3 separate regions of the Mus musculus genome follow, and all the other regions are linked to region 3. A link is a contact called in public capture Hi-C and promoter capture Hi-C data. All regions are on one chromosome and are shown on one strand. The core of a region is the stretch at or near the end of the contact, and the rest is flanking DNA. Distances in the headings are between cores, read along the strand shown. Region 1 holds the start of Plpbp (pyridoxal phosphate binding protein). Region 2 holds the start of Got1l1 (glutamic-oxaloacetic transaminase 1-like 1). Region 3 holds the start of Adam32 (a disintegrin and metallopeptidase domain 32).

Evidence for each region. Promoter capture Hi-C pulls out the DNA fragments that hold promoters and counts their contacts. Capture Hi-C pulls out chosen DNA fragments and counts their contacts.
Region 1: a contact with region 3 is called in a capture Hi-C map of macrophages, with 8 times the contacts expected there. The contact joins the promoter of Plpbp here to the promoter of Adam32 in region 3. A contact is called at or near these places in 2 of 39 promoter capture datasets (liver and stem cell-derived epiblast-like cells) and 1 of 9 other capture datasets (macrophages).
Region 2: a contact with region 3 is called in a promoter capture Hi-C map of liver, with 2.3 times the contacts expected there. The contact joins the promoter of Got1l1 here to the promoter of Adam32 in region 3. A contact is called at or near these places in 2 of 39 promoter capture datasets (liver and pre-B cells).

Annotation. Positions count from the first base shown.
Region 1 is chr8:27,041,273-27,044,241 of GRCm38.p6, reverse strand. It overlaps Plpbp (pyridoxal phosphate binding protein), which reads right to left and starts at 1,687. Exons shown (of 8, transcript NM_054057.4): 1 at 1,529-1,687. The coding sequence starts at 1,627.
Region 2 is chr8:27,201,189-27,203,998 of GRCm38.p6, reverse strand. Got1l1 (glutamic-oxaloacetic transaminase 1-like 1) reads left to right here and starts at 1,452. Exons shown (of 9, transcript NM_029674.1): 1 at 1,452-1,627. The coding sequence starts at 1,513.
Region 3 is chr8:24,947,427-24,950,259 of GRCm38.p6, reverse strand. Adam32 (a disintegrin and metallopeptidase domain 32) reads left to right here and starts at 1,456. Exons shown (of 22, transcript NM_153397.2): 1 at 1,456-1,540. The coding sequence starts at 1,465. It overlaps Adam9 (a disintegrin and metallopeptidase domain 9 (meltrin gamma)), which reads left to right. Exons shown (of 22, transcript NM_001270996.1): 22 at 1-649.

The sequences.
Region 1 (2,969 bases), core at 438-2,937, 2.1 Mb before region 3:
TATAACACACAGGCACTTGTACATACATGCACATAACACATATATATATACACACACTTATATATACATGCACATAACACACATGCACTTGTACATACATGCATATAACACATATTCACACATACTTGTACATACATAAATGTAACACACACACAAATTTTTTATCAAGGATACAGTAACAGTGGCATAAGGTCTGCTTAGCATTTGTGAGGTTCTGAGTTGTATCCTTAGCACCAAAAAAACCCATACAAACAAAGTAAAACAAAACCCAGCAGCATCCTTCATGAAGGGAAGGCAACATCCTGTTTAGCAGGGAGGTCACTTCTGGCTTCTGATACACGAAGGTAAATAGTTTAGAAACTCATTTTGGTCCTGATGTAATTATTAATAACGCTTCCACTCACCCTGGAAGAGGCTCAATTGAGATAAAGACATACACTGCCTTGTTCAGTCTATGAATCAACCAACAGTCAGCAGAGTTGACAACGAGACACCCACAACTCAGTGTTCAGGATTAGATTCACGCAAAGTCTCCTCACATCCATTACATAAAATGAAGGGTTTCCCTGCTTTCCTTACGTCTACCCCACCGTTTCTGAGACTGTCACAGAACCACAGTGCTCTCAAGGACTTGGAGACGTCACATCAATTACCACACGGTCTCCTGCTGCCTCCTTCTGAGGGACTGACTGTGTCTAATTCCTAGTGTGATGATGAACTAACTGGAGGCTTCCAGAGACAAATCGGTCAAGCAGGCCTAACTCCCGAGGCGGGCTGCATTAGGGAAATCCCGAGAACTCCGGTACCAGGAAGGTGGTAGGAACTCCCAAGGCTCTCTTAATTTCCTTCCCCTGTGAGGAACCCTAGCTAGGGCTAGAGTAGTTAACTGGACATGCCCAGACATCAGGTAAGAGAAGACTATGTTAATTCAGCCTTCGGTTTTCAGGCATCATTTTGAAATCTCAGACCATGAACACTAGATCAGAAAGGAAAGGTGTTTGATTTTTTTTTTTTTTCTGTCTCACTTCACATAACGTAGCTTAATTTGCATGGAGAAAAGCAGATACTGGCACCGGTCTAGAAGTCCAATGGGGGACATAACAACCATACGAAAATAACAAACGCTTGTGACAGGGCACCTGACAGCTCCCGCCCGCTCTGTGTGTGTCAAGTTCACGCGCAGCTAGACCACGGCTCGCGGCCGCCGCAACGCACGTGATCGCGGGTGGACACGGCCCTCCCAGGGCTCTAGTACCGTGGTGACGAATGGCGTGGTGGTACCGAGGGCAATGACGAATGGCGAGACGCCTGGATACGAGTCACTTGCCCTAAATGAACACCTTTCTCCAACCAAGCCAACCTCCCGGCAAGTCCCGATCCTCAAGGCCAGACCGACCGCCATGGAAACCCAGCGATCCCCTCTGCAGCCCCCGCCCCTCCGGGAGCCCCTTCTGCGTCACCGTGACACCTCGTCCCACGTAGGTGTCCCCCTTCCAGCCCTCCCCAGTGCCCTTCCGCCGGTCCTCACCCGCGGCCGCCGCGCCACACTCTGCTGGACTCGCTCGTTCACGGCCCGCAGCGCGAACCCGACTCCCAGCTCCGCCGTCATGCTGCCACCTCTCAACATTCCCAAGAGGATGCCCGGAGGACCCGCGACTCACCGAGCCCACCTTCCGGTCCCGCCCCCTTCCTGAGAGGTCCAATCGCCGCTCACCATCCAGCCACTTCCCCAGCGGAGGTTGGCCACCCAGGCGGGCGCCATCTTGGGGAAGGCGGAGGTTACCCGGACTGAAAGCCTCCTAGGGAGTTCAAGGGCTGGGCGGGCCGGTATAAACCAAGACATTAAAGTAACTTTCATTCATCCGTTCCGTTCCTTTCCTTTTTCCTTTCTTCTTTTCCTTTCCCTTCCCTCCCCTCTCCTTCCCATTTTTAAATTTCTTTCGAGACAGGGCTTCTCTGTGTCCTGGCTGTCCTGGAACTCATTCTCTAGATCAGGGTGGCCTTGAAATCCCAAGTGCTGGGTCTAAAGGCGTGTGCCACCACTGCCCAGCTATTATTTCTTTTTTAAAATATTTATTTTATGTGCGTTGATTTGTTTTGTCCTCATGTATGTATGTGCATGCACCGTCGTATCTGTGGTGCCATGGCCAGGAGAGTTTTGGATCTCGACCTGATGGTTGTGAGCCATCATGTGTGCTGGGGACAGAATTCTGGTCCTTTGCAAGAGCAACAGGTGCACTTGACTACTGATCCATCTCTCCAGCCCCCTTTTAATTTAAATATTTTTATTTATATTTTTGTTGTGTGGGTGTTTCCCCTGAACGTTAAGTCTGTGAACTGCCACAGAGGTCAGAGGAGGGCATAGAACTCTCTGGAACTGATGAGTGGATAGATGGGTGCTGGGTTCTGAACCTCTATAAGAGCAGTAAGTGCTCTCTCTCCATTCCCAGACTTTAGGAGTAATGATATTGAAGGTAAATGCCTCTTCATATACTGCTGTCACCACAGTGAAAAAAACCCCAAAACCTGAAAGGGCCCAGAAGGCTGTTACAGAGTGAGCCTAATGAGAAGCTGGCTGTGGAGCTGCAGTTGGGAAGTACTAGTCAGGAATAAGTGGGTCAAGTTTAAAGGGTTCGTGAAGGCTGGGATGGACGTGAAGTCAAAGAGATGCTCTGCTTCAAAAAATTGAAGGTGATAAGACAGGTCAGGGGTCAGAGGCGCTTGCTGTCCAAAGTCATATGGTGGAAGGAGAAAGCAGACTCCTGCAGATCTCCACATGAATGCCAGGGTGTCTGAGCATGTGCGCATGCACAAGGATGTATACATACATATGTACACAGATGTAAAAATGAGACCTATAAATACTACAGATTTAGGGTGGGGCCTCTATCTATCTATCTATCTATCTATCTATCTATCTATCTATCTATCTACCTACCTACCTACCTACCTACCTACCTACCTATCTG
Region 2 (2,810 bases), core at 203-2,702, 2.3 Mb before region 3:
CTTCTGTTTTTCTACTTTGCCTCAGACATCTAACACCAACAGCAGATAACAGTTATATGCCAACACCATGTGGCTAGTGGCCTATTGCTGTGAGAAAGACCATGAGCAAAAGGAACTTGGGGAGGAAAGGGGGTTTTGGGGGCACATATCCAGATCACAGTCCATCACTGAAGCTCAAGCAAGGCAGAAACCCGAAGGCAGGAACTGAAGAAAACAAAAAGCTTGCTTGCTTTTAAAGATTAATTTATTTACTTACTTTATGTATATGAGTACACTGTAGCTGTACAGATGGTTGTGAGCCGTCATGTTGTTTTTGGGAATTGAACTCAGTACCTCTGCCCACTCCGGCCCAAAGATTTATTTATTACTATATCTAAGTACACTGTAGCTGTCTTCAGACACCTCAGAAGAGGGCGTCAGATCTCATTATGGATGGTTGGGAGCCACCATGTTTGTTACTGGGATTTGAACTCAGGACCTTCAGAAGAGCAGTCAGTGGCCTTACCCTCGGAGCCACCTCGCCAGCCCCAAAGTTCTGCTTTCTTACACAATCCAGGGCCACTGGCCCAGTAACGGCACCTCCAAAAGTGGGTTGCCCCCTCCCACATCAATCATTATCAAGACAATGCCACACAGCCCTGCTTACAGACCTAATTACGGGCTGGCCTCATGGAGGCCTTTTCTCAAGCATTTTCCTCAACTTGACGAAAAACAGACCAGCATAAAGTCCTATCTTGTGCAGGTAATTACGGTTGTTGGGAGTTTGAGAGCGCAATGACCATGTCACGCCTGTCCTCTCATCTCAACTGTCCCTGTCCCTTCCTCTAGCTCTTACATTCTTTCCCTAACTTCTATGCTGTTCCCCGTTGAGCTTTGGAGTGGATGATACAAATGGTCCATTTAAATCCGAATATTAAAACGGTCACCTGGTCCTAATACATTGACCAATCCCGTCTCTGCAGTCCCTGCTGCCTGCCCTCCCTTCACACCCACCTTAAATGTATATTAAAAACTGTTTCTTGATAAACTCGGCGTTTGCTCCCTAAAAAAAAAAAAAAAAAATGAAAACAAAATGGAAGAAAAAAAAAAGAGAACACTTGCATCAGAGTGTGACTTGAGCTCTTGATTGACGCTGCTGTGTGCCGTAGGGTGTTTGCTTCTGTTGGGGCAGCCCTGTCTAGCTCACTGGCTGACAGCTTTGTCCTGCTTTCTAGAGACTGACTTGTTATTTCAGGTGAATTGCTCGGGAGCTATAGCCAGCAATGAGTTGGGAGGAAGTGCCTGGGAATCCCATGTGTTTGTTTACTCTTCCCTGTTGCTTGCTCTCCCTGGGCACTTTTCCTCCAGGGCCATGGAATGTTCCTGTACGTCCTGAACATTGCTACCCTGGAGACTGGGAGTCCTGAGGTTCTGTTGCTCTGACAACTCACTGCCCCATAGCCTCGTGCATCAGCGCTGCCAAGGTTCTGGAAGAAAGAGGCCTGAAATTATTGGCACCGCACGTGCTCAACTATGACCAGTCTTTCTGTGTTCAGGGATGTACCCACAGCCCAGAAGCTAGAAGGCAGCTTACTAAAGATCTACAGGCAAGATGGCTATCCCAGCAAGTTGTTCCTGGCCTACAAAGGTAGGAGGCAGTCATTTCAGGGTTTAAGATTTTCTACGTTTCAACTGGCTGTACGTGGGCAGTGTCCCTAGTGGAGGGTTGAAGAATAGCTCACGTCTCTGCTGCTGGAAAGGCTTTCGTTTATTAAGGGAACTGCCCAGAGCAGAGAAGATCAGTGAACAACCCGAGTCACCTCATACCTGTCGGGGACTTTTGAGAGGAATCAAGTTTTCTTCCTTCTCACCCAATCCTTTTTTTTTTTTTTTTTTTTTTTTTTTTTTTTTTTAATCTGCTTCTTCATCCCCTCTAGTTCCTCCCAGTTCTCTCCGGTGTTCTTTTGTTTTGTTTACAGTCCCATGTAAATTAGACTAGCCTTGAACTCACAAAATAGCTGCAAATGATCTTGGGCAGATTCTGGTCCTGCCTCCACCTCCCGAGGACTGGAGGCACCACCTTGCTTCTCTCTCCTCCCTTCATAGGTTTCTGTTTGTGTGTTTGTTTTGTTCTGTTTGCGTTTTTTTTAATTGTATGTATGTGTATGAGAGAAAGAGAGAAAGAGAGTATACATGTGTACATTCATGCAAGTGTTTGAGACGGTAGCCAGGAGGCATTGATTTCTCTCCAGAGCTGGATTTACACGTGGTTTTAAGCTGCCTGACAAAAATGCTGAGAACTGAATGAGTTCTCTCCAAGAGCAGTTTGTGCTCTTAACCACTGGACCAACACACACACACACACACACACACACCCTGGCTTGCATAATTCCCTATCAAATAAACCAGGCATGGCACATGCCTGAGCTCTCAGCCCTGAGAGGTGGATGATCAGATGGTCAAGGGCACTCTCAGCTACATAGAAAGTTCAAGGCCAGCCAAGGGGTGCTTGATACTAGAGGGCAAGAAAAGGTGACAAAGAAGAGACATGCAGAGAGAGACAGAGACAGACAGAGACCTTCATATATAGAAATCAGGCCTTGACATCATGAAATGCCTAATTCATTTTGTATGTAAATCTTAACCTTTAAAACTCAAATGAAACAGTTTCAGCTGGCTTTGTTGTTGTCTGTTTTGTTTGTGGGGTTTTTTTGTTTTTGTTTTTTGTTTTTGTTTGTTTTGTTTTGGTTTTGGCTTTGAGAGGTTATCTTGCTTACATCTCTGGATCACCTGAAACTCACTCTGCACCAGGCTTGCCTAAAACTGATCCT
Region 3 (2,833 bases), core at 207-2,706:
TAACACAATCAGTTATGGGCTTCCATTTTCAAATATCTTTTCAACTGTAATGACTATGACAGGAACTGATTCAACTCTCAATTTTCTTTATGCATCATGGTAAAGCATTGCAGCAGTGTTGTTTTGTTTGAAGTGCACACTCTATGGTACGAGGTGTTTAGTATACCCAAGCAGATAGGTGTCGATCGAACAGGAGCAGGGAGAATACTTCCAACAGTTGAGGTGTTACCAAACCACTTGAGAATTCATGAGCACTTTAACTCTAAACTCTGAATTTCAAAGCTTGATGTGAAGTCCTCTAGAATGTTTACATTTACTAAGGTGTGCTGGGTCCTGTCTCTTTTGACTAATATTTTCGTAAACATTAGGCTGGAGAAAGGAAGGAAGCAGTGGTTTCCTTAGATAACTACAGAATTATACTGGTCTCTGGGATTACTCTCTCAGCTGTATTAAAATGAATTTGTACTTTGAAAGGAATGATATTGACACTAAAATTTTAAACATTTAAATTTTTTCATAATCTTTCATAAAGAAGTTTAATAATAGGTATATTAACTGAATTTCATTAGTTTTTTAAAATAATATTGTTTGTGTATATATACATATTAAAATAAAAACATTTACAACAAATAAAATACTTGAAATTCTTGTTTTGTCGTCCTCTTTATAAATACATAACTATTTGGGTTCTTCTTAATTTCAGTGTTAGGGCTTTTGGCAAATGTGACTGCACTTAAGGAAAACACATTAAAAGATAGACTGTTCATTTTTTTTTTTTTTTCAGGATACTCAAGTACTTTAGCAGTTGGGTGTGTACTAACACTGGTGAACCAGCCCTAGTGAGAAATATGGCGGTGTTGAAGGCCACAAGCCCTCAGAAATACTAAGGAGAAAGTAGTTTACTGACAGGACTCTTGACTTAAGAAGCATGTGACTAGGGCGCTGCCATTCCAGCTAGGACAAAGGCTAAAATGTAGGTTCTTATGTCAAGGATCTGCCATTGCTGTATAAATTAACCATTCTGGTAAGCTCCTAAAAAAGGAAGGTATATGAATTTTAACTGAAGTGCCACGGAGAACCAGGTTGGAAGGAAGCCTGGCGGTCCATGGGAGCAGTGTGCCTGTGGAAATGTAGACCCCAAGGAAGAAAATCAGTTTAGGCTTTCTTGAAAAATTTGTCCACGCATCTTAAAATGCAGTCGTAGTTTAGCCTTAGAAAGAGTATAAACGTATGTGTGTACTTTTTTGACCTGAGCGCCCTCGCAGCCTCTCCAGTACTGCGCATGCGGGTTTCATTGCGAAGCAGCCTGGCTCTGTTAGAGCTGGGGTAGGTGGTGGAGGGGGAGGATGGAGGCGGGGTAGGGGGTTAGGGCGCTCCAAGGACGTGGCCCACGGTGGCCCCTGGCACGTGCCCCACAGCCCCGCGCAACGGCTTTACAACTGTCTAGGTACTCCAGGAGACGCCATGCTGGGCGCCATGCTGCACACACTGCTGCTGCTGCTGCTGGCCGAGCTGGGGGCCTTGCTGGCATCAGGACCCGGTGAGCGCTCCGCAAGGCGGGTTCTCTGAGATTGGGGGCACTTTTCTTGTAGGTCTGTCGTGCACATCATAAAGCTCAAAAAATGGACCCCAAAAGAACACTTCCCAACAGCTTCTGGAAACCACTTAAACTAAAAAAACAAATACCCAGTTTCCACAAGATAACTTTACTAACACGATGTACATGCAATAATAGTTCTTCTAGAAATAGGAAAGAAAAGACATTAAGCCACAAACCCCCAGGCTCAGAGAAAATGCAGCGGTGCGTGGAAGCTGGGAAGGGGCAGAATCTTGCTTAAGTTTTGGAATCAAGTAGGGCTCGGCTACTTGACAGGCAATGATCAAGCTGTTGTGAGTCCAACTGTCCAGCAGGTGCCAGTCCAACGCTTGCCTCTAGCTCTGAGGTCTGCTAATTTGTTGAAGCTGTGGAATGCATCTTTTGAAAGGTGAAGAAGGCATGGTTGGGGCTCTGAGTGTTCTCTTCCTGGTTTATTAGAAGTAAAGAATAAAGAATGTATAGCAACATCTAAAATATCAGCCTCATATCCTTTAGGTGTTAACACGCTTCAAAACTAAGAACCGTTCTTGGGGGGGGGGGGGGAGTAGAAAGTTGGCGTCGCTTTGCATTTTGTGGATCTCCTGAACCTGTGCTTCAATAAAGGACAACTAGGTTGTGTAGCTACTGCTTCCAGTCTTGTGCTGCAGGCTTGAGTAGAAGTGCAAGAAGGAGAACTTTAGAAGCCTTTTCAAGTAGTTGTGAGCTCTCTGCTTACTACACTCACACTGGACAAACGGAAAAAGAATAGTTGCAACGTAGAATTCAAAAACATACCAGCGCCGAAACACACCAGCGCCGGGCGTGGTGGCGCACGACTTTAATCCCAGCACTCGGGAGGCAGAGGCAGGTGGACTTCTGAGTTCCAGGTCTGCCTGGTCTACAAAGTGAGTTCCAGGACAGCCAGGGCTATACAGAGAAACCCTGACTCGAAAAACAAAACAAAACAACAACAAACAAAACAAAACAAAAACACACCAGCAAGCTTTACTATTCTTTATTTTTAATTAAAATATATCACTAATTCTTTTCCATTTCCTCCCTCTAATCTGTCCACCCCAACTCCCTTGCCTTTTTATTTAATATATACTAAATCTCTCTCTCGATATCTATATCTATATCTACATAGATATAGATATGTATATACCAGCAAACTTCATGAAATTCAATTGGATATAAATATTGAATTTTGATTATTTTATGTATGCATATTTTAATATTTTAATCTATTATCTTTAA